2 separate regions of the Mus musculus genome follow, and region 1 is linked to region 2. A link is a contact called in public Hi-C data. All regions are on one chromosome and are shown on one strand. The core of a region is the stretch at or near the end of the contact, and the rest is flanking DNA. Distances in the headings are between cores, read along the strand shown. Region 1 holds the start of Yae1d1 (Yae1 domain containing 1). Region 2 has its middle 28 kb from the start of Gm24018.

Region 1 (4,195 bases), core at 528-3,027, 160 kb before region 2:
CTTTGGTGAGGGGGGCTGGATTAGCTGAGCCTGAGTTTACTATTCTGGCTGACCAGAAAGTCCCAGGAATCCACTTGTGTCCACCTTCCAAGATCTGGAATTACAAACTCACATTATTACATCTGGCTTTTTTTAGTGTGCGGTATGGGGTTCTAATTCTTCTCTTCTTCCTTGCAATGTAATTATTTTACTGACTAAGCTATAGCTCAGATAGTTCAACTTTTAAAGGGTATATATTCATTGAAAGGTGTGGAGATGTCTCTCAGTTGGTGCAATGAATGCTGGAATCCTGTATCCAATCCCCAACACCACACAAACTGGGCATGCTGATGTACATCTGTAATCCTAGCACTCAGGAGTTAGACACAGAATAATCAGAAGTTCAAAATTATTCACACCCTCCTACATTTTTTTCGCTCTTTTTAATAAGAGGCAGGACAAGATTATCTGTTTTCTAATATTTATTTTTACTTATATGTGTATGTATTTGTATGCATGTATGCCATGTGTGCACAAGCACTTTTGGAGGCCAGAAGAGGGCTTGAGACTCCCTGGAGCTGGTGTCACAGGTGGTTGTGAGCCATCACCCAATTGTATGTAGATGCCCAGAACCAAGTTAACATCCCCCAGAAGAGCAGCAAGTGTTTGTAATTGCTGAGCCATCTCTTCAGACCCTGTCCTTTAGGGTTTATCATGCAAGGGTTGAGTTGGATTTTTTTTATTGCATTTGTTTTCATATGGTGTGTGTGTGTGTGTGTGTGTGTGTGTGTAGGTCAGAGGACAATTTGTAGGAGTTTAATCTCTCCTTCCATCACGTGGGTCCTGGTGATTGACACCGTTCCTGGGACTTTACCCACTGAGCCAACTCACAGAAGTTTTCTATCTTACTCATTTCAATCACTATTTCTATGGCTTCCTATACTGCCATTTTGCTTCTAATTAAGATCTCTATATACATACACCTTATCACATTTTATATTTGGTTTTATACATACATTTATAGGATACAAAATTCTCTCTGAAGATAAAAAGTAATAACTTTGTGTAGGGGATAACTTATTGACAGAGCATATATTCCTTATTGGCAAAACTTTTGCCTTCAGGACAAAAATGTAAAATAAACTAAAACAGTAACCTGTTTCCTCTTCCCTCACAATGATTACTTTTTTCATATCACTTACAGTCTTCAAACTATGAGTTACTTATAAGTATTGTTGGCTAACTGGCCGTTTCTACACTAATAGGAAGTCCATTGGGACTGAGAACTTTTATTCCTATAGTGCGCTGTCCCAAAATGATGAGTGATGCGAAATAGGTATTCAAAACAAATTGTCAGAAAAATTCAGTTATCACATGACAAAACAAGAACGCTACTGATGTGCAGTTCTTCAACATGAACTCCCAGCCAGAAGTTGCTAAATGCTTGAGCCACATTCCTTAACTCTCCTAGTCAAAGGCTAAGAGGGAAATTGCCAATGGACGCTGGTTTTACAAAAGTGTTCCCATTACTTAATCTCAAACCGATCCTAGAATCAGCTTTCACATTCTAAAGTTCTTGGCTGCACGTGGGCGTCCAATGCCTTCAGCACTTGCAGAAACTGAATCTCAGCCCTTGAATGGTGGGACTTAGCTTGCAGCACCCAGCTAGCCCCACGCTGCCCATCCCAGAGGCGTAGGAAGAGACCCAACCCTTAGCCTCCAAGCCGCAAGGGGAGCCGCACACGCCCCTCCGTCCCACGCCTTGTCCTTTCGTCCCGCCCCCCGAACCGGAAGCACTTGCCCGGGTTTCCGGCGGCTCCGGGACTCGTGGTGTTCCGGGCGATGTCTTGGTTTCGAGCGGCTCCGGAGAACGCGAGCCCTGGAGACCAGGACGTGTTTGACGAGGAAGCGGACGAGTCTCTGTTAGCGCAGCGGGAATGGCAGGGTCACATGCGGAAACGAGTCCAAGTAAATGGACGGGACGCGGGAGAAAGGGACTCCCAGGCGGGACCCGGGGGCTCCCTGGCAGGGGCACGCACGCAGAAGCCTGGGCGGAGGAGCGCGGGTCTCCGAGCCAGCGCGCTCCAGTGTTGCCGGGTCTTAAGAATCCTGGTTGTTTCTTGGTGCTCTTTCGGAGCCCCACCGGGTTTGGAGCAGGGACATTGACCCTACTCTACAACGTGAACTTTATTCAGTCCCTCAAGAGTGTGCAGTTTGGGGTCGGGGGAGCAGAGGAGGAGAAATGCACACCCACTAGGCTGATGGCCCGCAGAGAACGCAGTCACAGAGAGTCCAAAGTTAGGCGTGATGTTATCAAGGCTTGGAGAAGGGTGAACTGAGAATGTTGTCAAGGGAAGGTAAGGGGGAGGTAGAGAAGGGAATACTGTTCCAGCTTTACTTTAAATGCGTTATTCAATCCGGACCTGTCTTGCCATTCATTGAAACTTGCTTAGTACTATTTGGGTAGAATCGGCGCTTTTTCTGGGTGAGAACTACTTGCTAAGATCTGTCTCCACATGGGGGTGGATTCCAGAGTATAAAGACCTGCGTTCGATCCCTGGAACGTACTTTGTGGAAGGACAGAATGGGTTTCTGGAAGTTATTTTCTGACCTTCACGCTCAAGGAAGTAAATAAATGCCTCCCTCAAGAAAAATAAGTAAATATATGTTACTTAACTGTTTAAAAGATAAGAACTGCATCCACCCAATATACTAGCCATTAAATTACCCTCTTAAAGCTGCAGTTATGTCAACCCTAATTTAATGTTCCAGTAAGTTCATATTTGTTGAGCCCAGCAACCATCATATCATTACAAAAATACCATAGGAATCCAGGGCTAAACTAATAATAATAATAAGACAAATCTCTATGCCACAGTTTAGATTAGATTTCTAAAATCAGACTTCCTCTTCACTGTTCCTAAAATAGTTCCCTCTTCCCAGGCCTTGCCAGCCTCCTTATCTATCCTATTCTAGTCCGTTACCAAGAGACCAGACATGTAGTTTCCCATTTCTGTGAAGACCTTGCTAACACAGTTTTTAAAAAAAACATAACAACTGATATTTAATGTTTGCACAGTAACCCTAGATTTCCAAAGTGACTTCCCCGTGTGGCATCGAGGCATCTGCCTGTCATCGATTAGGAGAGTGAGGAAGGTAGGATAAGGAGCTCCAGGCCAGCCTGGAAAACATTTTAAAAAAATAAGACAGATCTGACAAGGAAAGATGAACCAATAATAAGATTTTAGGAGAAACATTCTGCTTTGGATTTATGTCTCTGCCATATCATAATTCAGTTAATATAGTACAAACCTAAATTTGTCTTCAAAATTGGTTCAGTGCTTTTCCTGAGAAGACTCACTTGGTGTCAGTTACAACTGGGTTTTTTCTTCTTTTTAGGAGGGTTACAGAGATGGGCTAGATGCCGGCAAAGCACTTACTCTTCAACGGGGCTTCAATCAAGGGTACAAAGAGGGTGCAGACGTCATTATAAACTATGGACTCCTTAGAGGAACACTGAGGTAATTTTAAAATTTTAAATGATGAATCATTTAGCCACAATTCTAATGAAGGTCTTTAATAGAGGTAATATGTAAAAATTCAGTGTTTAAAAGTGTTTTTCGGGGGCTGGTGAAATGGCTCAGTGGGTAAGAGCACCCGACTGCTCTTCCGAAGGTCTGAAGTTCAAATCCCAGCAACCACATAGTGGCTCACAACCATCTCTAACAAGATCTGACTCCCTCTTCTGGAGTGTCTGAAGACAGCTACAGTGTACTTACATATAATAAATAAATCTTTTTTTAAAGAAAAAAGTGTTTTTCGTGCTGTTGGGTGCATGGCTCTTCAGAATGTAAAGTACTGCTTTCAGAAGGTTTTCTAGGAGTTGTTGGTTAATTCCTCCATTTCACTAGGTGTCCCAGCTGCTTTTCTCTTGTTGCCATTTGGCAGAGCACTGATCACTCAGGAGGGGTTTTCTGCTAATAAAGAACGCTGTTTTACCTGCACACGTGATAGAGGACAGATGGTGGGTCTTTCAGCTGGAAGTCCACGGGGGAAAACCGTAATTACTGAGAGAAAGAGGTCTTGCTTGTTTGAGCCCTGAACTTTAAATACCTGTAGGATACCATAGCAATAATGGCAGAAAATAGAGCCACAAAGTCAGGTCCAATGGTGACAAAGAGTTGGGCCAGCCTCTTTGATGGGGATAGTTTTTAGA
Region 2 (3,613 bases), core at 388-2,887:
GTATGTTGGGGAGGGTTTGGGTGAGAGCACCTAAGAGACATGCAGATGAGAATACGGGCTGGAATCTGCTTATGCTCTGGTTTCTGTATCACCCTTGTTCTTCACCAAGTATAGAGCATATTGCTTGTCTTGTTGTATTGTGGATGTTGGGTACCCAACGTGAAGGACGTGTGAATGTTGATCATTGTTGCTTTCACCTGGGCTTAGTCTGAGGAAACAGTAGCTGTTGGCAGCCTTCTTCTTAGAACCATGCTGGAAGGGCTGACTCAGACAGACATAGACCCACAGGGACGAGCTCAGGGGTACAATCATATCATATTGATGGGATTTGAGTCCTATATTCAACTTTATGGCAGGTTGTGGTGGTTTGAACGAGATTGACCACATAGGCACATATATTTGAATTCAGAGGCAGCTAATTTTTAAGGGTCTGAAATATGTGAGTATGTTTCACCATACACTCTCCAATCCTGGGCAGTCATGACCAGTGAAGCAACAGTACCTAGCAGGGTTCTTTTTATTTCAGTACTCCAAAAGTTGGCAGGTGTGCACTCTGTCTCCATGGCTGCCTAGCTTCTTCCCTTGGCAACGGCACCTGGATTCACCCTGATTTCCATCCTGAGCCTCTGATTCATCCCGGGTAGGCCTGTTTCCAAGTGATGATGATGACAAAGATGATGACGATGACAGCAACGATGATGATGACTGTTTCGGGCCACATTTGAGGATAAGTAGTCTCTTAGTCAGGAGCACAGGCTCCCAGGCCAGACTTCATAGGTTGGACCTCCCATTCACCCTCTGTTTGCTGTGTGACCTTGACAGTGCCTTGGAGCTCTACCTAGAAAACGAAGATAAAAATAGCAACGACTCGAGGGGATGATAGCGAGGATTAAGTAAGTTCAGATATAAAAGTACAGATGGATCTATAAATACCCTGTCCATAAAACTACACATAACGAACGTTTGCTATTCTTTTAATTCTGAATATGATTTGTGGCTCATTTATTGTGTAGCGAGTGCACATTGGAAACTATTCTCGGTCTCCAGATCTTTTGCATTCTTAAAGCCTAGAAGACATGCTTAATTTGTCAATAATTAGTTGGTTTTCTCGTCTCTTCATTTTGGACCCTTTGTATACTCTAGAGCGGTACCAAAAATGCGTCTGAAAAAAGATTATGATAGAAATATAGAAAATGTCTTCTCTCTATGTATATACATTAACATATAGGAATACACACACACACACATTTGGAGAAGTCAGCTTTCTGGAGATGCTTAAGTTTAATTTTCTAGTTGTCCATGAGGTGGCAGCACTGCTCTGTAATTTTGCTGGAGAGTATTGTCCACTCTCGCCCATTGACACAGACTGGCTGGCTTGTTTGGATTTTGAACATGGCTTCATAGATCTCAGATTATTTCACACCCTTATTTAGACTCAAGTTCATCACCAATGTGGACAAAGAACACTTTCCCATTGAATGATACTATTGTCTCTTCGTGGCTTGGAACACAATTTCAGTTTGGCCCAAAGTGTCTCAGACGTGGTCCTCAGGAGGGAGGCTTGTGTGCAGTGAACGCAGTGAAACAGGTCCTCCCAGAGGTCCTCGGACCTGACAGTCCAGGTTCGAGGTCAGGAGTGTCATCTTAGGAGACCAGTTCCTCACTTTCCTGCCCTGAGACCCACCCACCGCAGGAAAAGGATAGAGTGTGTCAGACCAACCTGGTGACCTCTGCTCTCCTGAGTTCCTTGTTTTTCCAGGAAGAAAAAGGAAAAAACAGAACATGCGATGTCAAAAGATAACAGGGGACTGGAGGGATGGCCCAGCGGCTCGTTTGCTTGCTGCTCTTGCAGAGGACAGTGTTCAGTTAGTTCCAAGCACCCACAAAAGGCCTCACAACTGTCTGTGAGTATAGTTCCAAGGGATTCCAGGCCCTTTTCTGACTTCCGTGGACTTCGACAGGCAGATGGTGCCCAGAAATTCAAGCAGGCTCACATGCACATACATAAAAAAAAAAAAGTTAATCTTTAATGAAACCAAACTAGGCTATATTCAGATCCCTTACAGCCATGTCAGTTTTTAAGCATCACGATGACGTCACTGAAATTCTATGCCCCAGCAGGTTTTTCCGGGTCTGGCTGACTACTTTCTTACACCTTTGTTTGGGTGGAACCTGTCACTGTAGAAAAATCTTTTGTTTAATTGAAGTCCAAGGGGATTTGTTCTGGGAAAACTTTTGGAGACAGAGTTATGGCGCCCTCTGGTGACTCATCGTAGGCATAACCATCCTGGTTTCCATTTCTGACACCAAACAATCCAGGTTTTGCTTTTTGAATCCTATGTGCGCTCACTTTGAGATTGTTAATTTTCACTTAATTTTGGGATCCCCAAAGTAGATGTTATGAGACTATTTATCAGCAACGTGTAATCAAAGCAGAATTGAAGAGGAAAAGGTGTCTAGAGAGCTGGTACCTGCAATCCTAGGCCCCTTACCCCATCCTTTTCTGGAAGATAGCATAAGTAAATGACTTTCTACCCAGTCGTACAGACCATGTCCTTTGAGGATTCTGCCTCCACCAAAGCTTTTGCCAGTGCCTTGTTTGATAGTGGTGCCAGGTCCTGCTCTTTATGCCAGGAAGTGTCACCAGTAGGTAACACACACTTTGCACAGCGGCCAGGGAGCCATTGCATCGACCTTGGTGGTACCCACAGCTGCATTCCTTATTTGCAGTCTTAAACATGCTGAATTGCAATCTTTAAAGTAGAGCTCACGTGTTTCGGAGAAATCCTTAAGTGACTGCCTAGCAAGCCAAAGTGTGGACATGACAAACTTGTGGATTTGGAAGGTGGATTCCAAAGGCAGGAATCAGTCTGCACGGTTTGCTTTTTTGGTTCCCGGAATGCACTTCAGTCTTTGGGTGTGCTCGGAAGTGCTCTACCATCATAATACATTCCTAGACCCAGTGTCTGTTATTCTTCTGCCATAAACACACTCTCTTATCAACCGCACTCTACCTCTGTAGGTCTCAGCAGTATTCTGGGTGCACAAGTGTGAACTTCCTCATTTTCTCTCTGAAAAATGCTTCCCAATTCTCCCCGTCCTTAACTGCAAATTCAGTGTTTGTAACCAGACTCTTCGTTAAGCAATGTTATATTTTTAAAGAAACAAGTTTAGTTGGGCATGGTTCTGCATGCCCTTAGTTCCAGCACTGGGGAAGCAAAAGCAGGCCGACCTCTGTGAGTTTAAGACCCAACCTTGGCCCCAGTCCCCCAAAGTATCTTTCGTCGCCTTACCCTAACGTCTACCCCTCATAGACTTTGTGAGACCAGCTTGAGCTGCTACACCTGGCTGGAGCCAAAAAGGAGCTGAGCTCCACTCCCGCTTGCATTACCTGCCACTCAGGCTGGTCCACTGGTTCTACAGGCTCTGACTGACACAGGGACCATTGCCTCTCTATCAGGCACACCTGACTGCTAAAAGAACCCTGGCTGGGTGAATAATCTCCACCTTAGCAGGGAAGAAATGTAGACCAGCAGACTTGGGAGGTTAACTATCTTTCTCTAGGAAAAGCCTTGCCGTTTTGTTTTGTTTTGTTTTGTTTTGTTTTGTTTTG

What was found. Hi-C and Micro-C count contacts between places; a contact is called where the count stands out from the background.
Region 1: a Hi-C map of pancreatic cancer cells shows a contact between it and region 2, with 5 times the contacts expected there. The contact joins the promoter of Yae1d1 here to the enhancer-like site in region 2. A contact is called at or near these places in 22 of 39 promoter capture datasets (the 3T3-L1 cell line, 3T3-L1-derived adipocytes, the C10 cell line and 12 more), 10 of 15 datasets of contacts at CTCF or cohesin (CD8 T cells, the G1E-ER4 cell line, the NIH/3T3 cell line and 5 more), 177 of 484 Hi-C or Micro-C datasets (the 63-12 cell line, 8-cell embryo, the AML12 cell line and 88 more), 28 of 115 datasets of contacts at active chromatin or transcription factors (the 230-238 cell line, PVALB interneurons, SST interneurons and 14 more) and 5 of 9 other capture datasets (adipose tissue, embryonic stem cells, liver and 2 more).

Annotation. Positions count from the first base shown.
Region 1 is chr13:17,990,933-17,995,127 of GRCm38.p6, reverse strand. Yae1d1 (Yae1 domain containing 1) reads left to right here and starts at 1,777. Exons shown (of 3, transcript NM_025904.3): 1 at 1,777-1,947; 2 at 3,379-3,500. The coding sequence starts at 1,822.
Region 2 is chr13:17,836,370-17,839,982 of GRCm38.p6, reverse strand. No RefSeq gene overlaps it. Among named protein-coding and RNA genes, the nearest start is that of Gm24018, 28 kb to the right of the region's middle. Within about 2 kb of position 1,637, at least 32 of the 459 cell types and tissues checked have an H3K27ac peak or open chromatin away from gene starts, as enhancers often do. A contact at or near this core is called in the Ba/F3 cell line, hippocampal neurons, pancreatic cancer cells and 1 more, where this site is marked.